Regions from separate parts of the Mus musculus genome. Here regions 1 and 2 are each linked to region 3. Evidence: chromatin contacts called from public Hi-C data. All regions are on one chromosome and are shown on one strand. Each heading gives the region's core, a stretch centred on a gene start, on an enhancer-like site or on the middle of the called end of the contact. The rest is flanking DNA. Distances are from core to core; before and after follow the strand shown.

What was found. A called contact is a pair of places that touch in the nucleus more often than the background predicts.
Region 1: a Hi-C map of cerebellum shows a contact between it and region 3, with 1.6 times the contacts expected there. The contact joins two enhancer-like sites. A contact is called at or near these places in 1 of 39 promoter capture datasets (the 3T3-L1 cell line), 3 of 15 datasets of contacts at CTCF or cohesin (the NIH/3T3 cell line, large pre-B cells and pro-B cells), 13 of 484 Hi-C or Micro-C datasets (the 3T3-L1 cell line, 3T3-L1-derived adipocytes, the C3H10T1/2 cell line and 6 more) and 2 of 115 datasets of contacts at active chromatin or transcription factors (embryonic stem cells and large pre-B cells).
Region 2: a contact with region 3 is called in a Hi-C map of cerebellum, with 2.1 times the contacts expected there. The contact joins two enhancer-like sites. A contact is called at or near these places in 2 of 39 promoter capture datasets (the 3T3-L1 cell line and the C10 cell line), 3 of 15 datasets of contacts at CTCF or cohesin (the NIH/3T3 cell line, large pre-B cells and pro-B cells), 18 of 484 Hi-C or Micro-C datasets (the 3T3-L1 cell line, adipose-derived mesenchymal stem cells, bone marrow-derived macrophages and 9 more), 4 of 115 datasets of contacts at active chromatin or transcription factors (embryonic stem cells, fibro-adipogenic progenitors, heart atrium and 1 more) and 1 of 9 other capture datasets (embryonic trunk).

What each region holds. Positions count from the first base shown.
Region 1 is chr6:51,015,504-51,018,242 of GRCm38.p6, forward strand. The region is part of intron 3 of Gm46959 (a long non-coding RNA gene); the gene reads left to right. Among named protein-coding and RNA genes, the nearest start is that of Gm46959, 15 kb to the left of the region's middle. Within about 2 kb of position 1,413, at least 36 of the 459 cell types and tissues checked have an H3K27ac peak or open chromatin away from gene starts, as enhancers often do. A contact at or near this core is called in cerebellum, where this site is marked.
Region 2 is chr6:51,075,971-51,078,670 of GRCm38.p6, forward strand. No RefSeq gene overlaps it. Among named protein-coding and RNA genes, the nearest start is that of Gm31746, 16 kb to the left of the region's middle. Within about 2 kb of position 1,436, at least 80 of the 459 cell types and tissues checked have an H3K27ac peak or open chromatin away from gene starts, as enhancers often do. A contact at or near this core is called in cerebellum, where this site is marked.
Region 3 is chr6:50,948,537-50,951,236 of GRCm38.p6, forward strand. No RefSeq gene overlaps it. Among named protein-coding and RNA genes, the nearest start is that of Gm31686, 5.5 kb to the left of the region's middle. Within about 2 kb of position 1,430, at least 15 of the 459 cell types and tissues checked have an H3K27ac peak or open chromatin away from gene starts, as enhancers often do. A contact at or near this core is called in cerebellum, where this site is marked.

The DNA of each region.
Region 1 (2,739 bases), core at 163-2,662, 67 kb after region 3:
ACATGTGCTCACCCATGGTTTTCCAAGGCCCTTCTACCTCTGTCCTTCTCTCCGGTCTGCTCTGCCCTTCCCGACACCTCTCCTTTCCCGGGGGGCAGACATATGGCCTGGGATGGGGGAGCTGATGACCCATTTCAACCTTATCCAGGCATCCTCCAGCTCCTGCTGCCTCATGGGCCCATCACAGCTTCCTGAACAAATCCCTCCTTCCATCAAGAGGATCTTTGTGAACTCAACAGATGCCACTGGGCCTAGAAGTCAAATAAATATGATTATTCAAACAACATTATATCTCACTATGCATAATTCAGGAAATTCAATTATGTTTCTCTGGCAACAGTAACACAAGCTCAGGCTGGGTCAACAGACCTTGTTTTCTGATGTGCAAGAGACTGCCCTTCATTCCTTCATGTGGGTGGAGACAACGTGATCTGGCAGACTCACAGTTGCCATTGGAAACCTGACAGGGTTCCTGCTCAGTCCTATGCTTGCAAATGCAAGGCTGCTTTTCACTAACATAAAGCCAGACACCGTTGATTATGGGATGATCCAATGCCATGGGCACAAAGCAGAAGACAGATGCATTCAAGGCACAGAATGACTCTTGGAATGTGAAATGTCAATATCACACAAATCCCTGCCGCCTAGTATGCAGGTCATTAACTAAAAAGGGAGATCAATGGGGAACCATGTGAATATAGATTTTTTGTACCATACTTCACAGGTTCACCTCCTACCCATCTCTGCTCTTCGGTTTCCTCAGTCATCAGATAGAAATCAAGACATTGGTTGAGAGCAGGCTTATGAGAGTCAAGTATGTTACTGGATTTCTAGTCAGGCTTTACTCATGACATTTTTTTGACTCTGTTTCTTGACCCTATTTGTAGTTTGATGCTTGCACCAAGATCACAACTGAGAAGTGGTGTGTGCGTGTGTGTGTGTGTGTGTGTGTGTGTGTGTGTGTGTGTGTGTGTTACTTTGAATCTATTCTTTTCCATTTCTTAGCTGGCCATAGTTTTCTTCCGGTGCTCAGTTCTCTGTGAGCTTCAGCTAAGCCTTCTCTCATCTAGAGAGCAAGGCAAGGCTAGGCTTTGTTTCTTAGAGGACACGGAAGCTTGCACAACAGCATGTTTTTGCAGAGTTTGACAGTTCCTCTTGAGCTCGTCTACACTGCTGATTTATAAGACTCCAAGCTCATTGGCGTAATCCTTTCTCCTCCCCTGGTCATCTCTCAATCAAGTCACTGGCTGAAAACATCTGAGAAAGACATTTCCTCAGCCATGCACAGACAGCCCATTCACTTCTCATAACTTTTCAGGGGCTCCCCAGACTCACAGTTCAGAGCAAGTGCCTGTCCCCTCACTTCTGTCCTGAGCACTGGCAAGCAGCTCCCTTTTACACTTGGCCTCTTTGACTCTAATGCTAAGTGACAGGGCGAACACAGCACACACTGTTCTCTGGCCTTGCCCAGCTCTGCCTGGGACAGCAGGATTAGTCAGGGAAGTATGACCAGGGGATGCCCAATGGGTTTAGTGACTTAATTGTCTGAGTGTTTGAAACTGTGAGATTAGTTCCACTTTAAGTACAGTTGCTTCTTTCTCATTAACAGAAATTTGTTCAAATCAATTCATTTGAATAAAGACATGCTAGGTGCTCCAAAGAATTCCAGCCCACCTCCTCTCTCCCTCTTTCTAGAAGGTTCCCACATCTCCCCATCCTATCACCCATTGGCCTTAAAATACAGACACCTTTAATCTGAAACTGGTTTTTGCCACTAAACCTCCCATTTGTGCTTGGGGTAATTTGCAATGGCCACTTTCTGCATCCTGTTCACAGACATGTCTTGGTCAATTAGTACAATGTCAAAGCCATGAGGAGTTATTGTAACTCCAGCTGTGAGCTGTTACTAATAAACTTGCCCACAGGACAGTCCTGCCATATGGTGGATGGTCAATCAAGACTGGAATATGCATTAGGAAAAAAAATGATTCAGTCAACAGCGGGTGGGCGTGGGTAGGTGACTAGGATGATGGCATGTGACAGCTGAGTTTGGGTCAGCTGCTGTATCATTGGCATCAATGACTTGTTCCCACTCTGCAGTGTCTGTCCCGAAGCACAAAGGTGTGATCATGAGGAAAATGACAGGGCTGGAATCAGAACCGTAGACAAAACACGCTGAAATGTATATCGTGGGTCAGGGTGTGGGGGTTGTTGAAAGGAAGCATAGTTTAGATTCTTTGGTAGGAGAACGACCCAGCTCCACATGCTGGTCATGGGAAATGAACTGTGTGTTACAAGACACATTTAATGGGAGTTTTGAGGCAAATAAAACCAAGGCTGATGAGTGGTAGAGAGTGAAGGAGGGGCAGTAAACCTACTTGGCTGACGGCATGGCTGCCCTCCCTAAGGGTCAAGGCTTGATGACTTCGGATTAGTTTTGAACTGGGGGGTCAGGGCACTATGGGTGTGAGTGGGAAGACTCTGTACATAGCTGAACCATGAGTGCATCCCTAGAGAGCTAGCTGTCCACCATGGAGAGCAAACGGTATCACAAAACATACAACTGATTGTGTGATGATCAAACTAATTCTTACACATCTCCGGGGCAGTTTCACCTGAAATGATAAAGAACCAATGCAGAACGACAGAGGACCACACGAAGTGTTAGGACTCACTCGTGCTTTTTATGATTAAACTCCAAGTTTGACGTAGCAGATCTCTCTCTCAGGTGTATGCTGC
Region 2 (2,700 bases), core at 186-2,685, 130 kb after region 3:
AATATTAGTGGTCTTGGAAGCTGCAGAAGGATCCGCCTCCCCTAATACCTAAACCTCCTAGACAAGGGGTAAAAGGGGGAAGGATGGCAGAGAACCTCACTAGCTGCCTCCTTTGGGTGCGGTGTACTGGGAGATGACCTCGGGGTGCGAAAGAACTCAGGAGACGGGTGAGGAGGGGTTGTCTTATTTAACCCCAAAAAGGGCTCTCCTGAGGACAAAGATGACAACCAACAAGAAAGAATTAATACTCAGGTTTATCCTGAACTCAAACAAACTTTGGAAGTGAGGGACTATAGACCCATAGACCCACTGTCAGGCCACTGTCACGCAGGACCTGACCCATGCCCCTCTACACACCTTCTGTGTTAGATAAAAATATCTGGAGTGATGTCCTGCAGCTTTTGCCAGTTCTCAGGGAAGAACAAGTCCTGTTTGTTCAGAGAAATTTCTGTACTCCCCCTCTCTCCTCCCTCACCCTATTTTTTTTCCTAAAACCCTCAGAGGAAGTGTCACCCAAACTTAAGGAGTCGGTCATTAGTGTGTCTAACAGAGGAGGGTTTTTTTTTTAAACATAAAACTCTGAATCTATCATGAACAAAAGCAACTGTTCAGAGCTCTCAGAAAAAAAAAATCACCTAGCAATTTAAGTAAACGGGCAAGATTAATGGATTGTCATATAATGGGAAAGGAGAGTATTAGGAAAAGGGGGGAAAGCAGCTCTACAAAATTGGTTTGGAATTCGAGTCTACCCGAAGGCCCCTGGACAGGAGCATTACTGTCTGCAGTATTTCCCACTAAGCAGTGTATTAATTTGAAAGCCTTGCCTTGCACAGTCACCCGGCACTTAGTGGTTGGTTTTATGTTAAAAATGCTTAGCATGAGCCCTGTGCTGAATGTTTGCCCAAACATCTCATAGCTGACTGCAAAGCTGAGTGCCTGGGGCTCCAAGTCTGGGCCTCAAGAATGTGGGTGAATGGGGACCTTCTGGCTCCACACCTGGATTTGTCAAGGCCTCTTAGCGGCTGCTGGGAATGTGCCCTGCCCAGGGCCTGAGGCTCTCCCCCATCACCCCTCTGACAGATGAAAACACAACAGGGTCTATTGCGTGACTGACTGACACATTCCTCTCCTGTCTGCCTCTGAAAGGACTTTATTTAACAGGCCTGGAGTCAGGGCTTTTGACTGACAGATTGAGAAGGGTAAAAGTCACTTGGTTCCATTAAGCTCTGTAACTCCTCTGGAACAAAACACCTTAAAAAAAAAAAAAAGTGGGGAGGTAGAGCTGTGGAGAGCGGGGGCGTGAGCTTTAGGGAGAAAAAAGGGAATTCTTTTCAGGTTCAAAAACAATCCTTCTCTTTGCCTTCTGTCTATCAATTAGGGCGGCGTTCCCAGAGGGAATACAGGCCTGGCCTCATTGGTGTCATTCAGCTGCCAATCTCCTGACAGGGACACCAAAGGGCCTCATGTAGCGCTGCGGAAACTGTCTGTCAGGCCATCAGCAGCTGCTATGACGACATCGCCTGTTTTTCTAGGACTATTGAGGGGTGGGGGTTCACACTAACAGTCTAAAGATCTCAGTTTCGAATCTCTGTTCATATTTTCCTTTCACACACACACACACACACACACACACACACACACACACGCACGCACGCGCGCGCGCGCCTCTTCAAATCTCAGTATGAGTTCTCCACAAAAACAACCCTAGGCTTCCTTCACTGGCAGGCTACATGGTAAATAAGACCAAGGATAGACGTGTTAGAAGGGGCTTTGCTTCGGGGAAAACTCAGTCCCCTAAGTAAATGCATTCAGTGGTGTGAGTTCAAATGAGTCCAAAGAACCAGGACTGGCAGGGAAAGACTACTCTCTCCTCTGAGAGACCTGCCCCGGCCCAGAGCGTGTGAAGAGCAGCGCAAGCCCACAGCAACTTCCTGCCAAGCCTCAACCTTGTTTGGGTTGCTGTGGGTTTCAATCCCCCCTGCGTTTAGCTTGGAAGCCAAAGACTCCAATGGAGCCCAAAACTCGGTGCCAAACTCAGCACCAAGGAGCTACTTCCCACTTCTCTGGTTGTCAGCCTCACTGCCTGCCTTCCCCAGGGAAGACCCACAAACTGACTCGGGTTTGCCCCAAAGATCCTTCAGCCCCAGCTGATCTTGTTGAAGGAGTTCCACATATATCTGAGCTTCCTGCGTTTACCGGAGAAAATATTCCCTTCTTCCCTTCTACCCTGCCCTCCCTCTACTTCCTCCATCCCGCCGATGGCTCTGAAGGTCAAATCAAAGGAAAAACAGGGGTGCGCAGGGGGGGGGGAGGGGAACGGACGACAGCCTGCAAAGATGTGTGCGTTCGTATCACCCTGTGTTTTGTAATGGCTTTGTTTGTGACTCCTAGCATTTTTCCTGGAAGTCCTTCGCATTATACGGAGGAGCGACTTCCAAACAGTAATGATAGCACTTTGTACCAAACTGAGAGCTGGAGAGCGTGGCTGCCAAGCCCTGAGGTCGGGCTGCTGTGCTGCAGACATTCAGCAAAAGTTCTTCACACGGTCCATACAGACCACGCAGGGTGCTTAGCCAAACCCTGCAAGCACGTACCCAAAGCTGTCTCCATGCTGCCAGGGCCACCAAACCTGTCACTGTGTTCCCATATTCTGAAAGAGCTGCTGGGGTCTGGTCCTTCCTAAGCATAAATCTGTCACAT
Region 3 (2,700 bases), core at 180-2,679:
CCAATCTTGCTAGCCTAGAACAATACCAGAGATTCTCGTTTACAGGTTAGGAGATTGACTAGAGGTTCTGCCAGTACGGGTGGGCCACACTCACCAGAGGATAGCTAGACTATTGATTCTCAACCTGTGGGCCTCGACCCCCTCACTGACCCTCTTATCTCCAACAATATTTACATTATAATTCATAACAGTAGCAAAATTACAGCTATGAAGTAGCAACAGAAATACTTTTATGGTTGGGGGGGAGATCACCACAACATGAGGAACTGTATTGAAGTATCGCAGCAGTAGGAAGGTTGAGAACCACTGGTCTAGACTTTCTCATGAGGCCATAGGCACTGGCTGGAATAGATTGGTCTTCATTGGGACAGTGCATATCTGTTCCACATGGCTTTTCGTCCTCTAGCAGGCCAGGCAAGGCTTAAGCACCCAGCAGCCCAAGGGTTCAAAAGCATGAGTTATCTATGAGTTCTATGTGTTATCATGAGAACTGGTCACAGAATGAGGACACTGTCAAACAAGACATCAGGCCAGACAAGAGCTTCAAAAATGACATTAGAGGTAGCTCCTGGGAAGAATGAAGAGTGGTGGTCACTTAGGTCATTAGGCTACCCCTGTGTCCTTGGAGGAACATTTTTCTCTGCACCACAATCCCTTTTACTACTGAAATAAAACTAACAGAAGCAATCTCCTAAACACACAAATTCTTATAAGTATTTAACACAGTGTGGAACACACGGTCAGCATTAGCTTTCAATTTGCTTGTTTTTATGATCATAACCCATACTGCTGATCGTCATTGCTAAGTTTGGTGATGATTATGATGCTGTTGAGCTTCTCTCTGCTGGGTGATGATTCCCCCTGGGAGATGAGCCTCCACACAATCCAGACTTGCTGGAAGCTCAGGTTGGCTCCCCAGCAACTGCTGATCAGAGCATGCTGGCTCTGCTCCCTACCATGGCCCAGGCCATTTGGTGAGGACTGTTGTCCCTGGGCTTGCTTGCTCCTTCTCTATGTGCCTAGAGTGTCTGTCCAGCGAAAGCTTGCAACGAAGCATTGTACTGTGATTGCGGCTCACTCCAGCCAGCACAGCCTCCAGAAGGAAGGAGGCTGGCATCCTTTGCCAGAGAGCCAGATTGATAGTCCTTCCCACTGTCCCACCTGTGCCCAGTGCAGAACTAGCAACGCGATGACACAATTCAGGGTTGCCAGAGTAAGTGGCAAGTGATAAGAAAACTCCCATCACTTCTTTGTCTACCAGGGACCAAGTATTCAAACCAGTTGATGACTTGAGTCCTCAGTTTACAGACAACTGTCTACAGGCTGTTTTTAAAGTGGCTATTTTGTTGTTGATAATGCTGGCCTTGGTACTCAGGCAACCTCTGTCCACGCCAAGGAGGGAAGGGCCAGCAGCTTGCTAGCTTCATGTCATCTGCCACCACGGCCTTCCCATCTGCTCGGGGACACGGCCGGACAATTTTCAACATATAATTGCAAGTCCTTTGTAATTTAGACTGAAACAGAATCAACAGCTTGATCATGACCCCCACAGCAGGGATTTCAAGGACAACACTGCCATTTTCTGCCCTGACTCAAAGCCAAAGCTGGCCTTCCCTTGTGTGTGCATCTCCCTGCCTGTCCATCTCAGGGGGTTCTGTTTATCTGTCTGCCTACCATGTTTTCTGTCCCTTCACGGTTTTCTTTGTCCTTTCCTTTTATCAGGCTCTATATTTCTGCCTTGCAAATGTGCTGGTTGTAACTGGACACCTCCCATAGATTATGTCGCCACAATAACCATTGTCAGTTCTCCCTAGCTAATTGTAGCCCCACCCCGCCTCATCTGGCTGGGGTTAAGATGGATGTTCAATTTGCATTATTTATGTCTTCTGCTCTGTGTTTCAGCGATGTACTTTTGCATAACATATGTAAAATTCTGCTGACGTGGAGAATTCATCTGGCCTGAGATGCTCAAAAGAGTTGGGGGCAGAAGGTGGGGGGACTCTGTAAATTCAAAAGCCGTCAAACAGCTTTGTGCTCATCTGGTTCAAAGAAAAGGGTGGTGGTGGGGGGAACGAAAATGTGCTCCTAGTATTGAAATCTCTCTCTCTCTCTCTCTCTCTCTCTCTCTCTCTCTCTCTCTCTCTCTGTGTGTGTGTGTGTGTGTGTGTGTGTGTGTGTGTGTGTGTGTTACTCTGGACAGCCTAGTGAGCTCTTTCCACATAAAGAGCTTAGGTTCTCTCTGGGTTTCAGAAGGTGGAGGCAAGCGGTCCAGGTCTATATTAGGTGCAAATGCAAGCCTGTTGCTATCATTAATAAGCATCTGTTTGTAGGGGAAGAAGCTGAGATGTCCTTAACGTTACACAGAGTGAGTAACAGAGCTGAGGATCAACCCAGTTGGCCTGACTTAAAAGCCACAGACTAGGGGACTGGTTCGGGGCATGGTTACTTACCTTGCATGTGTAAGGCCCCAGTTTCTATCTCTACCATCACAATAAAGAAATAACAGGATTTTGAAGGCAGTCTCTGATCCAAGCAGTCTGAGCCACAGTCCCTTTGAACTGATCCCTTTCTGATCTTGACCCTCCTAACTCTCAATGACATTTCTGCATCTCCTTCACATGGAGTCTGTTGTTGAAAAAAACAAGAGTTTTATTTTGGTCACCATTACATCACTGCTTGGACACACAGAATGTACCTCAG